2 separate regions of the Delphinus delphis genome follow, and region 1 is linked to region 2. The links are chromatin contacts, called in public Hi-C maps. All regions are on one chromosome and are shown on one strand. The core of a region is the stretch at or near the end of the contact, and the rest is flanking DNA. Distances in the headings are between cores, read along the strand shown. Region 1 holds the start of MRNIP (MRN complex interacting protein). Region 2 holds the start of CBY3 (chibby family member 3).

Evidence for each region. Hi-C and Micro-C count contacts between places; a contact is called where the count stands out from the background.
Region 1: a Hi-C map of lung shows a contact between it and region 2, with 4 times the contacts expected there. The contact joins the promoter of MRNIP here to the promoter of CBY3 in region 2. A contact is called at or near these places in 2 of 3 Hi-C or Micro-C datasets (lung and muscle).

The regions. Positions count from the first base shown.
Region 1 is chr3:18,804,947-18,811,484 of mDelDel1.2, forward strand. MRNIP (MRN complex interacting protein) reads right to left here and starts at 4,502. Exons shown (of 8, transcript XM_060008244.1): 1 at 4,320-4,502; 2 at 2,217-2,276. The coding sequence starts at 4,385.
Region 2 is chr3:18,593,232-18,599,836 of mDelDel1.2, forward strand. It overlaps CBY3 (chibby family member 3), which reads right to left and starts at 2,774. Exons shown (of 2, transcript XM_060006423.1): 1 at 2,726-2,774; 2 at 761-1,485. The coding sequence starts at 2,774. The coding sequence ends at 761. LOC132421910 (a long non-coding RNA gene) reads left to right here and starts at 499. Exons shown (of 3, transcript XR_009518786.1): 1 at 499-738.

The DNA of each region.
Region 1 (6,538 bases), core at 3,252-5,751, 210 kb after region 2:
TCACTAGCTATGAGCCAGCCCCTGCCTTCTGAGACCCAATCTCAAGGTAGGCCTCAGCAGCTACACTTACTGACAGATGACCAAATTGTCCCCACTCCCACCCATCCCAACTGACTGGACCAGTGATGGACATCTGAATCAACAGGTCAACCAGATTGTTTCTCCCAGGAGTTTATAATTGGGACTCAGCTATTCCAGTTGGTTTGAAATGAGATTCTGTGGTCTGTGAGTGGAGTATGTTACTTTGAACTGGGAACAGAGAGGAAGGGAAGGAGAGGAGATAGGGAGAGAGGGAGGAAGGTATAGGGAGAAACTGGGTGAAGGGAGGAGAAGGGAGGGAAAAGATGATGCTTGTGTTGTTGGCAGCTTTTCAGTTCTTGGGGTTGGTTCTTCAAGGGGTCAAGAATGAAGCTTCTTCCTTGGATCCCCCCAAGATACCCCATTACCTTGCCAGTACATTTTAAATTTTGCTGAAGTGTTTTTTTCCTATTATTTGCAACTAAAAGAACCTTGGTCAAAAGAATTCCTCTGATTTAACTTCTAGGAATTCGTCCTAAGGAAATAATTGGTCAAGTGAAGAAAGAGGTATTTGTAAGAAGCTTCATTGAAGAGTTGTTCACAACAATGAAAACTAAAATCAACCTAAATGCCCATCAGTGTGGGGTTTGTCACTTAACTCATTCAACAAACATTACTTGAGCAAGCACTGACTATGTGACAGGCACTGTGCTAGGTGCCAAGAGTACATCAGCAAAACATACAAAAAAGGGTATATAAGTGTCCATCAACAGATGAGTGGATAAAGAAGATATGGGGTGTATGTATGTGTGTGTGTGTATATACACACACACACACACACACACATATATATAATGGAATATTAGTCATAAAAAAGAATGAAATAATTGCCATTTGCAACAACAAGGATGGACCCAGAGTGTATCGTATTAAGTGAAGCAAGTCAGACAAAGACAAATATTATATGATATCACTTATATGTGGAATCTAAAAAAATAATACAAGTGAATTTATTTACAAAATAGAAAGAAACACACAGACATAGAAAATAAACTTATGGTTACCAAAAGGGGAAGAGGGAGAGAGGAATAAATTAGGAGTATGGGATTAACAGATACACACTATATAAAATAGATTAACAACAAGGATTTACTGTATAGCACAGGGAACTACATTCAATTTCTTATAATAAACTATAATGGAAAATAAGAAAAAAAATATGTATAACTGAATCACTTTGCTATACACCTGATACTAACATAATATTGTAAATCAACTATACTTCAATTTTTTTAAAAAGCGTATATAAGTAAAATAGGCAAACCCTCTCTTCCCATAGAATTTACAGTCTCAGATGGACAATACTCACATAAACATACTTGCCTATATTTCTGATCAGGGTAATGAGATTAACTAGGGGAAGCCCCAACAATGAGCACAAAGGCCCTAAGAGGGAAGCAGATTTGGATTGTTTCAAGGTCAGAAGGAAAAGCCCCTATGGCTGAAGGAGGAGAATGATGAGATGAGGCTGGAGAGGTGGCATCAAGGGCTGGAGCAGGTGAACAAGGGGCTCAATGAGGACCCTGTGATATTAGAGATCAAGTGGGTCGGTAAGTATGGACTTGAAAAGAACTGTGATGCTGGGTGAAAAAACTGGGCTAATAAGAGCATTTACAACATGCTCCCCTCAGTCCACATGCTCTTTCATCTCCTGACTACCTTCACAACCTGCCTGCCCCCTCTCACACCCCTGCATGTACCAACAGCTGTCTGCCCATCCCCAGTTAGGTCTGATTACTCAGTTATCTTCTTACAGACCCCTGTACTTTCCTCTCATTTTGCTCAGTCTAGTTTTAAATTACATGTGTGTGTTTTAGTTTCTCATCCTGTTCCACAACAGCAGATCGGTGAAGGCAATTAACAACATGGTCTTACCTTCCATTGTGTCCCATGCCTGCATACAGAAGTTACTCAGTAAATACTCACTGACTGAATAAAAAAAGGAAGGTAACTTTCCAGGCACTGCTCCATTCATTTCGCTTCCTGAAGGAAGATGATCTTAGGGAGCAGGAGCGCTATATCCAATGAACTTGAGCCAATAATGGAACACTGGGTTCCATGAGAAATATGTTTCTGCAGGGCTGGGTCCCACCTGCTTCCTGGTATGGGTATTAGACACTTTGCTGCTTGGGACTCACCCGCAAAAATGACTGCTTCTCTCCACAAGCTTTGCATGTCCATTTGAGACTCTTTTTCACCTACAATGAAATTTCAGAATTATAGCTAAAGTAATTATTTGAAACAGGTGGAACTAGATCAGAAATAATAAAGAGATCAGTGGAAAAGAATAAAGAGTCCAGAAACAAACCAACACATGTATGAAAATTTAGTATATTATAAAGGTGAAAAAAGAAGAGACTATTTAATAAGCGCTTCTGGAAAACTGGCTATCCATATGAAACGAAATCAAATTAGATCTCCACTATATGTGATTCTCAAAAAAAATTCCATGACATTTCAATTCTTGATAAATCTGACTAGATGGATTCTCTCTTAACATAATAAAATGCCTTACATCTAGCTCTAAAGCTGCAGAATCACCACCAGCATTCCCATGAAAGTCAAGAACAAGTCAAGGATCTGCACTATTATTTACCATTTTTTTCTGGATGTACTAACTGATGGAATTGGAAAAGAGAACATAGCAAGAGGTATGAAAATGGAAAGGAAAAAAAAAAACTATCCTTATTTATGGATGATATGATTTATTTCTTTAAAACTCAAGATAACTAAATGAAAAACTGCTAAAACCAGTAAGACAATCTAATATAGGGGCTAGGCAGAAAATTAATATATCTTCAAAAATTAATATAGCTTATAAGCAAACATCTACTTAGAAGAGATAATTAAAGAAATAAATCCATTTGTAAAGGCAACAAAGAAAATGTTATCAAGGGGCACCAAAACTGTTTTAAGAGATGGAATAAAATGCCATGCTTAACATCACAAAGATGTCTCGGTTGATTCATAAAAATTAACATGATTAATATGATCCTAATACAAAAACCATCAGGGCTTTTGGGGAAGTACCTAAAAGGATTCTAAGGAGGACAAGCAGCATCTACTACAAATTTAAGTGGGTATATCCTAAGATTCTACTTCTCAGCATCTACCTTCAAACACCATAAAAATACTGTGTCTCTTCTACAGGTACATATGCAAGTAAGAAATGCATTAAAAAAATAATAAAAGCTCTGGAAGGACACACAGTAACTGGCTAGCTCTGGGGAATGAAGATACAGAATTCAGAAGCTGTTGAAATTAAATGAGATGTGTGAAACTGCCTGATACACAGCCGACTTGGAATTAAACTGTTAACCCTCTTTTCCCACTTGGCTTCAAATCACTTTTCAGAGTTGAAAATGACCATGAGAACACGAACTACATTATATATATAATAATTTAAAAGTGGAAATGATTCCCATTTATTCTCAACTCCTAGAACCAAAAAAATGAAGTAAGTAAAAAGTTTCTAAGCCCCTAAAATGACCCTTACAAAGTCACAGCGTGCATACCCAGCCTCTTACTGGCTTTTAAACATACATTTTGTATGCAATTTGATGCTACCCTTCTTCAGGGCACAGCAGATTAGCAGGGGACTACCAGAAGCGGATACAATGACAACCTTGACGGCATCAAGCAGGGAGACAGAACGTGATTCAGGAAAGAACAGGTTAAGTGACATACCCTATTTTACGTTTTGAGTCAGGGAAGCATTACGTTTTAGAAACTTCGATTATCCTGTTTAAAGGCGCGAGATTATTCACACTCTGAATAGGCGTCGAGGCCCTCACTACGGGCAGAGCCAAAGAGTGCCAGCAGGGGTGCCCAGTCGTGCCTGAGTTTTTAAAACTATCATTTCACTTGCACTTAAATGAAGAAGGAGCCATTTTGGGGGCTAGGCTCTGCATAAAGGAGGCTATCCTCTACCCTCAACCTGGTGTGCCCGACCACCGGCCAGATAGAATTCACGAGGCCGCCTCGGCAGAAACCATTGGCTGGTTTCTGCGAATCTTACAACCACCAAGCAAAAAACGAAAAAAGCCCAGAACAACGTTATCGAGAAGCGACATCAATAAAACCTGGTTCTCAGGACAGACATCGTCATTTGTCCGGGACCCAGACACACCCCGCAACCGCACGAGACGGCGCCCAGCCTGGGGGAGGAGGTCTGGCCCCCCCCAGCGACCCCACCTCGTCCTGCCCGCCATCCCCGTGCTCTGAGGAGGAGGAGGCCCCACCTGGTGCGCCTGGAAGAGGCGGCAGCAGGAGCACCGCAACACCCGAACCTGTTGCGGAGGCGCCATTGCGACGGCTGTCGCCGCCGCGCGTGCGCCGCGTTACCCTGTCCGCCCTGGCTCCGCCCACTTCAGGCGCTCGGGACCCTCTGGCCTCAGGCACCGCCCCTGGAGAGCTTGCGCCCTGCACTCCCGCCCACTCGAGCTTCGCCCCTAAAGCGCACTTGGGCCATCGGAAAGCTCAGCGTTAGTCGGCTGTCAGCTGGGACCCCGGGCGACCTCAGGACTCGGGCCGTATCACTGCTGCCGAGTCGGGCGTTGTTTGGGCTTTGCGTCCGTCAGGTCACTGGTTGTCTGTCTCAGCCCGAAGCAGTTCCCGCCTCTATCTAAACCAGCGTTTCTGCCTGCGCTCCCTGGGAAGATTGAAGTTGCAAGGGCTGGGTCTCCAGCCACCGCTGGGGGTCCGGCCTTTGCTGGCACAGTTTCTTCTGCTTCTTCAAGTCGGGGAGAGGGAGCCGGAGGGCGCCTCCCTGCTCGGGCCCACTCCCTGGGGTCCACGGTAGGCATTTTCAGGACCTCTGGTCAGAGGTGGTTAGTTAACGTTTGAGCCGGAGCACCGAGAATCCTGGGAAAATAGGCAGTTCACCAACCCTACGCTTCTCAGAGAGGGAAACGGAGACGCCTGGCGGTTGAAAATGAAATCAGTCCTTACTGCAGTCCCGAGGAAGACCCACTCTAAAAGGTGGAGCCCAAGTCCCAGTCTGGGCATAGAGGAAAAATATTGCACCCCTCATGTCCCAACCTCACCTTAACGCCAGCCCGCCAAGACATTCCCACGTGCCTGACAACATAAATAATCTTGTTAAAAGAAAATTTAAAACGCCCAATCCTGACAAGGATGCTGACAGAACGGTAAAAGGAAAAAACAATCTGGCAGTTATCGCTATCTTAATAATCTGAATCACGCAGATTTATTGTTTATGCAGTAGTGTTAACTGAAGTATAACAGGAAAAAATGGAAATAAGTATTCTAAAGAATGGACCATTATGCAGGTCCATTACAAAGAGTTTGGAGTGAAAATGCTGGCATGTGTATTGTTGGGAAGCAAGGAGGTTACAAAGTGTACATGATATCAGTTAGGTAAAACCAGGCATTATTTATTTCCAGATGTGCACGGGCAAGGGTTATAAATGGTTTAAAATTTTTAATATTTTCCAAATTTTGCACAACAGCATATATTAGAAAAAACCAAATTAATTTAAAAAATTATGTTTGAGACTGAATATGCAGAGAGTGACCAGACTCCCTCATCACCCCCCAAACCACAACTTCTGCAGCAGTCAGGACTTGGGCAATGACTGCCAGTTGCCCTCCTTTTTGCACCTCCCCACTTCATCTCAGGACCAACCAAGAGAATGCCAATTATGCTCCCCAAACCAATTACAGAAAACATCCTGCTTCAGGTTAGCCAGCCTGTTTCCCCACTAGCAGCCTCTAATCAGAGCACACCTGAAGCCTTCCCTTGCTTTCACCATAAGGCCTTCCCACTCTTCTGACTACATTTTAGTCTCTGCCAAACGCAAGTAATGGTGGCTGACTTCTTTTCTATAGCAAGCTCTGGATAAATGGTCCCTGTTCTCATTTGGGTGGTTTTTGTTTATCTCTACGTGTCTCATTGTGGCTGAGCTTCTGGCAACTACAAAGAATGTTTTGTGGTTAATGAAAAGAGAAGAATAAAAATTTCACACGTGGTATGAGTTCAACTTTGAAAAAGACAAATATAGGGGAAAAACACCAAAATAATTAGTAGTCTTAAATACAAGGAAAAATTGTTTTTCTACTTTTCTGTTTTTTCCTCCTTTCTGTAATCCTTTAAAAATTCATATACGTATTTTTTTTCTTGGAAATTATAAGAATGACTTGAATGGTTTGGTACAACATATCACTTGGTAAGGAGTTTTAAAATATACAATTATGTTTACTTACAGAACACAAATATATTTAAAACTTTATTATCCATTTATTATTTAGTGTTACTGCTCTTGTTAAACATTTTATCATGCGAGGTTAAATAATTAATGGATGAAAGTACTATTTTATTGTACATTTTTGTACCTTCTTTTATCACGTAAAAAGGATAGTGTCCTCTTTTATGTTGTTTACTTTCTTTGGTATATTCTCAAATTTATACTTCTACATGGCATATAAAACATTTATTTAA
Region 2 (6,605 bases), core at 1,524-4,023:
AGGAGAACACGGGAAATCTGGATTTTTAATGTGAAATCTCCAAATTCTTAAATGTTGGCAACTCATGCAAAATTGTAAAATAAGGTGGGTCGAGCAAATCCTATCTGTGCGCTGGATTAGCTCTGGACAGTGCTTGTTTGTATCCCCGACCCATAATTCTAGAGAGAGGAAAAGGAAACCCGCAACGAAAAGCGACTCGCCAAAAGCCACACAGCCAGAAGGGGGAGGCAGAGCTCAAAGTTTCGAGGGATTCTTTCGGGAAACAGTTTCCAGGTCGTAAAATACACTTTTATCCTGGACTCGGGCTGAAACCCCTCCCGGGATCGCCTCAGGGAGGGAAAGGCCAACTGTAAGGTCACCGACCCCGCCCGCCCGCCCGCCCAACCGCACCCTCCATCCCTGAGCCCAGGTTTCCCTGCCTCCCGGACTTTGCCCTCCGTCCCTCGGGCCAAGAAAGCCATTGCTACCACTACCTCTCATCGCCGGCCATCCCCGCCCCCTGCTGCACTGTTGCAAGCCTGGCTCCCACTCCGCGTTTCCAACGGGCTGCAAACATCTTCCTCCACCGCCCTATCGCACCCTCCCGAGACGGACTGCTGGCTGAGTCTCCCCTCCACACCAGGCCCGGAGTGATGGTCCCTGAAGGCGCGCAGCGGACCCCCGCGCACCCGGAGCCCAGTCCTGGCCGGGCCCTCTAGGGGCCACAGGAACGAGACCGGGCCTAAGGTGTGGAGCGAGGTGCGCATGCGCTGCACGGGTTTTATTGCGTCACCGCGACTCTGGAGTCAGCGGCTCGGTCAGGAGCGCGCTGCACGCGCCTTCGCGCTTGTGCATTTTCCTCTGCCAGGCGGGCGCCGCAGCGGCAGTGCTTGCCTCGTGGTCTATCTTTTTTTTCCAACAGGTGCATGCGTGCTGTGGTCTCCGTCAGCATGTCCATGAGCAGTTCCTGCTGTAGCTTCAGGTAGTTGTTCTCCTCCAGCAGCACCTGGCTCTTGATCCGCTGCACCTGCGCCTTCCAGCCCGAGGTGGTCGGCGAGGGCAGCTGCGGCCGCGACCGCACCGGCTGGCCCTCCGTGGTCCACCGGCCGCCGCGGAACACAAAGGCCTCGTCGCTGAGGCGCGTGCGCGGTGTGCCGTAGCTGAGGCCTAGCTCTGCCTGGCGCGTCTGGTGGTCCAGCAGGTAGAAGGTGGACATGGAGGAGATGCGGCGCAGCGGAGGGCGCCGCGGCGAGAAGCGCCGCGAGAAATGGTGGGCCCAGAACTGCCGCAGCTGTTCCCACAGGCGGCTCGCATGGCCCGAGGCCGAGTACCCGAAGGCCTCCAGGGCAAGGGCCGGGTGGGCCTCGTCAGGCGCACGGATATCCAGAGCAGAGCCTCGAGGACGCGGGCGACCCAGGCTGCTCCCTTGCCTCGCAAGCCTCGATGTCCAGAATGATAAAGGCGAGCCAGGGGCACTGCTGGAGAGCAAGAGTCTGGGTGAGCAGCCTGCTTGGACGTGCTGCCCCCTCAAACCGCGAGGCCTGGTGGGCAGGGCTCAGGCCCGCAGCTGGCGCTCAGGGTTAGCCAGCTGCTGGCCACTGAGGAGTCCATCCCTGCACACTCGTACTAGCAGAAGTCTCCCCGAAACCCACTTCCCCAAAGACTACTCTGTCAGGCTTTGGGGATAGATGGGCAGATGAAGGACCAGAACCCTGCTCTCTGAGTGCTGGGTGGCTGCTGGAAGGGGTTAATAGGCCCTTAAGGGAGGAAGGAATGATAGCAGAGACAAGCAGGTACTTAAAAGATGCACAGGAATTTGACAGGTAGATTGGGGGTGGGTAAGGGAGAGCTGCTAGGCAGAGTGAAGAGCTAGGCAAGGCTCGAATGTTGCACATGTGAGGAAGAGCTTGGGGTAGGATTGGTGTAGGGTATTGAGCTGGAAATAGCAGAAGAGGTAGCTGGAAAGGGGGACCAGGACACTATATGAGGGTGCTGTACAGGCAGGCTTAAAAGTTTAGACTTCCTTCCGTGGGTTAGAGGGCGCTGCTGAAGCATTGCGAAGCCAGGGCTGGATCTACATTCTGAAAAGTATCTGGTGGATGTCTAGCATACCCAACAGCATTACTGCCCTCGTCATTCAGTTATTTTACAACCTTGAACTGACTGGCATCTGCTTTGTGCCAGGCCTTGGTCTGGGTAGAGGGTGCCAGCACAGCCTATGCCTGCCCTGAAGATGCTCCTGGTCCAGCTGGGAAGCCAGATGTGTGCGTGTAGATCATAGTCTGGTGTGGTCAGTCCAGTAGGGGCATGTGCCATGGGCTAGGACCTATGCTTAGGGCTTGAGCCAAAAGGGGTTGCACAGACTGGATGTGACTTTTATCCAAAGCAGACTACATGCTCAAGGAAACTAAAGTCCAGATAACAGACATGTCCCATACTCCTTCTCCCCCCATTCCTGTACGTTCTGATTCTGTTGTGTGAGAAAGAAGACTATATGCTTTCTTTTGAATTCCTCTTCTCCCAATGGAGAGTGAAAAGAGAAGGAACCCTGGGGCAGGGTTACCTCTGTCATGCCTTCATTAATTCAACACACACTTACTCCTCACACATAGCTGGGCAGTACTACCCCCTAGATCTGGCTCAGGGACATGTCTCTTGGAAGCCCAAGGCTAGAACCCGACCCACCCTTGAGGTTGCATCTTTCCAGAGGATCCTTCCCCAATAATCCTCACATGTTGTACCTCACCTGGAGGATTGTTGGAGGTGCCAAACTGCTGTCCCAGGCCTGGCCCCATCTCTGAACCACTCAGTTGCTGTCTACCGGCTATGACTCACAATGCCTCTAGGCCAGATCAGCTAATCTATAAAACAGACCCCGGGCTCTCCCCTGTATTCATTCAGCACACTTATTGAGTGCCTTCTCTGTTCCAGACACTGTTCTTCCAACGTGAGGAAGATCTTCCGTCATCAAGCTATCATTCTTAAGGGGGAGAATGTCATAAGCAGAGCCTAAGATAGGAATTTGTTCTAGGGGATTGAACAAAATAGTCCCTCATGAAGCTAACCAAAGGTGTCATGGGTCAGGTTTCCTAGAAGCAGAGCCTCAGATGAGAATTATTGAGGGATTTACTGGGGAAGTGTTTTTGGGAGAAGGGAGTAAGGGAAGCAGGACAGGGCAGGGAAAAGAGCTAAAGCTAAGCAGGAATGTGGCCTCAAGTGGAGACGAGCTCTAGCCAGATCTCACGGGGAACTGTAGAAATTGTGCCACAGAGTTAGGTCTCCTTACTGCAAGGGAGCCAATCTTTTGTGCCCTTCTCCCTCACCCAGCCCTCAGTCAGTCATTGTCAGGGGCAACTGTGAGTTTGTCAGCCAACACTTAAGGCACCTATGGGGTGGGTGCACCCCCAGTAAAGGGATTTGTAGGATGTCAACAGCATAAAAGAGGGAGGAAGAGGGCTTCCCTGGTGGCGCAGTGGTTGAGAGTCCGCCTGCCGATGCAGGGGACACGGGTTTGTGCCTTGGTCTGGGAAGATCCCACATGCCACGGAGCGGCTGGGCCCGTGAGCCGTGGCCGCTGGGCCTGCGCATCCGGAGCCTGTGCTCCGCAACGGGAGAGGCCACAACAGTGAGAGGCCCGCGTACCGCAAAAAAAAAGAGGGAGGATGAGAATAGGTAATAAAAATGAAAGGAAATGGGGCTTCCCTGGTGGCACAGTGGTTAAGAATCCACCTGCCAATGCAGGGGACACGGGTTGGAGCCCTGGTCTGGGAAGATCCCACATGCCGCAGAGCAACTAAGCCCGTGTGCCACAACTACTGAGCCTGTGCTCTAGAGCCCGCGAGCCACAACTGGTGAGCCCGCGTGCCTAGAGCCTGTGCTCCGCAACGAGAAGCCACCACAATGAGAAGCCTGCGCACCACAACGAAGAGTAGCCCTGCTCACCGCAAATAGAGAAAGCCCGGACGCGGCAACGAAGACCCAAAGCAGCCAGAAGTAAAAATAAAATAAATAATTTTTTTTAATGAAAGGAAATAACTAAATGAATAAGAATTTCTGGTTGTGATACATGCCATGAAGAAAATATAGAAATACAGAAAGTGACTTTAGGACAAAATGAGGTGTAGGAACCAATTTAGACCTGGCACTCGATGAAGGCACTTGATATTCATACTAAAACCTGAATGATGAGAGACTCTAGCTACATGAAGACAGGGGCTAAAGGTACAAAGGAGTTGGGCTTGTTTGAAGGACAAGTGCTGTGTTGAGCTGTGGAAGGAAATGAAGTCAGCCCTACTCGCCAGCCACACCCAATCAATTGCCATCACGTTTACTTGGCTTTCCTGACCCCAAGGGTCTCTTGCAGGGGCCTCCTAGTTAATCCAGCATCCTGATGGCTCTAGAAGGGGTCACCCAGCTCCAGGGAGCTCACAACATAGGGCAGAGCCAAGTAGTAGTGCCACCTTCTGGGAAACCTTTTTCTGTAACAGTTTTATTGAGGTATAATTGACACAATAAACTACATATATTCAATATTTATAATGCACATTTTGATATGTTTGGATAATTTGATGTAAGAAATCATAACCAAAATCAAGATAATGAAGATACACACTACCTTCAGAAGTTTCCTCTGCTCCCATCACTATATAGATTAATTTGAATTTTCTAGAATTTTCTATAAATAGAATTATTTAGTATGTACTTTTTTTTTTGCACTGGCTTTTTTTAATAAATTTATTTATTTTTGGCTGCGTTGGGTCATCGTTGCTGCACGCAGGCTTTTCTCTAGTTGTGGTGAGTGGGGGCTACTCTTCGTTGCAGTGCGCGGGCTTCTCATTGCAGTGGCTTCTCGTTGCGGAGCACGGGCTCTAGGCACGTGGGCTTCGGTAATTGTGGCATGCGGGCTCAGTAGTTGTGGTTTGTAGCCTCTAGAGCACAGGCTCAGTAGTTGTGGCTCACGGGCTTAGTTGCTCTGCAGCATGTGGGATCTTCTTGGACCGAGGCTCGAACCCGTGTCCCCTACATTGGCAGGCAGATTCTTAACCACTGCACCACCAGGGAAGTCCCTGCACTGGCCTCTTGCAGCATAATTATTTTAAGTTGAAATTCATTCATGTTGTTGCATTTATTAACAATTCATTCCTTTTTTGGTGAGTAGTATTCCATTATATGGAAATACCACAATTTGTTTTTCCATCCACCTGTTGATGGAAATTTGGGTTGGTTCCATTTGGGGGCTATTACAAATACAGCTGCTATAAACATCTGTGTACTACTCGTTGTGTGGCCACGTGCTTTAATTTCTCTTGAATAAATACCTAGGAGTAGAATGGCTGGGTTATATGGTAGGTGCATTTACCTTTTTATGAAGTTACCAAGGTTTTTCCAAAATGGTTGTACCATATCCCTACCATCATTGAAAGAGTTTCTGTTCCTTTTCCTCCACATACTTGCCAACACTTAGTATGTTAAACCCTTTTAATTTTGGTTATTCTATGGGCATCCCTGATGGTGCAGTGGTTAAGAATCCGCCTGCCAATGCAGGGGACACAGGTTCGAGCCCTGGTCCGGGAAGATCCCACATGCCGCGGAGCAACTAACCCCGTGCACCACAACTACTGAAGCCCGTGCGCCTAGAGCCCGTGCTCGGCAACAAACGAAGTCAACGCAACGAGAAGACTGCGCACACCGCAACGAAGAGTAGCCCCCACTCCCTGCAACTAGAGAAAGCCCGCGTGCAGCAACGAAGACCCAATGCACCCAATAAATAAATAAAATAAGTTTATTTAAAAAAATTTTAGTTATTCTAGTGGGTGTGTCTAAATTGTGATTTTGATTTCATTTCTCTGTTGGCTAATAATGTTGAGTGTCTTTTCATGTGCTTATTTGTTACCCTTGTTGTTGAAGTTGTTCTTGTCTTTTGACCTTTTTTTTTAAACTGGATTGTTTGTCTTGTTGAGTGTAAGTTCTTTAACGCTAGATAAAAGTCCTTTGCAGATATGTTTTGCAAATATTTTTTTCCCAGTCTATGGCTTGCCTATTAAAGCAAAAGTTTTTAATAAAGTCCAATTTATCAGTTTTTACTTTGACCCTCAAAAGGTCATGCTTTTCATGTCATATTAAAGAACGCTTTGCCAAACTAAAAGTTTCACCATTTTAGCTTTACATTTTGTGTTCTATTTTGAGTTAATTTTTGTTGATAGTGTTCTTTTCATATGGTTGTCAAGTTGACCCAGCACCATTTATAAAGACTAGCCTTTCCTCACTATTTGCGGTTATGTCTTTATTGTTCGTCATGTGACTGTGTATGTATGACTGTTTCTGGGCTCTCTATTCTCTTTATTATTCTTTTTTTTTTTTTTTTTTTTTTGCAGTACGCGGGCCTCTCACTGTTGTGGCCTCGCCCGTCGCGGAGCACAGGCTCCGGACGCGCAGGCTCAACGGCCATGGCTCACGGGCCCAGCCACTCCACGGCATGTGGGATCTTCCTGGACCAGGGCACGAACCCTCGTCCCCTGCATTGGCAGGCGGACTCTCAACCACTGCGCCACCAGGGAAGCCCTTTATTATTCTTTTTATTCTTGTACCAATACCATATTTTCTTAATTATTGTAGCTTACAGTAAG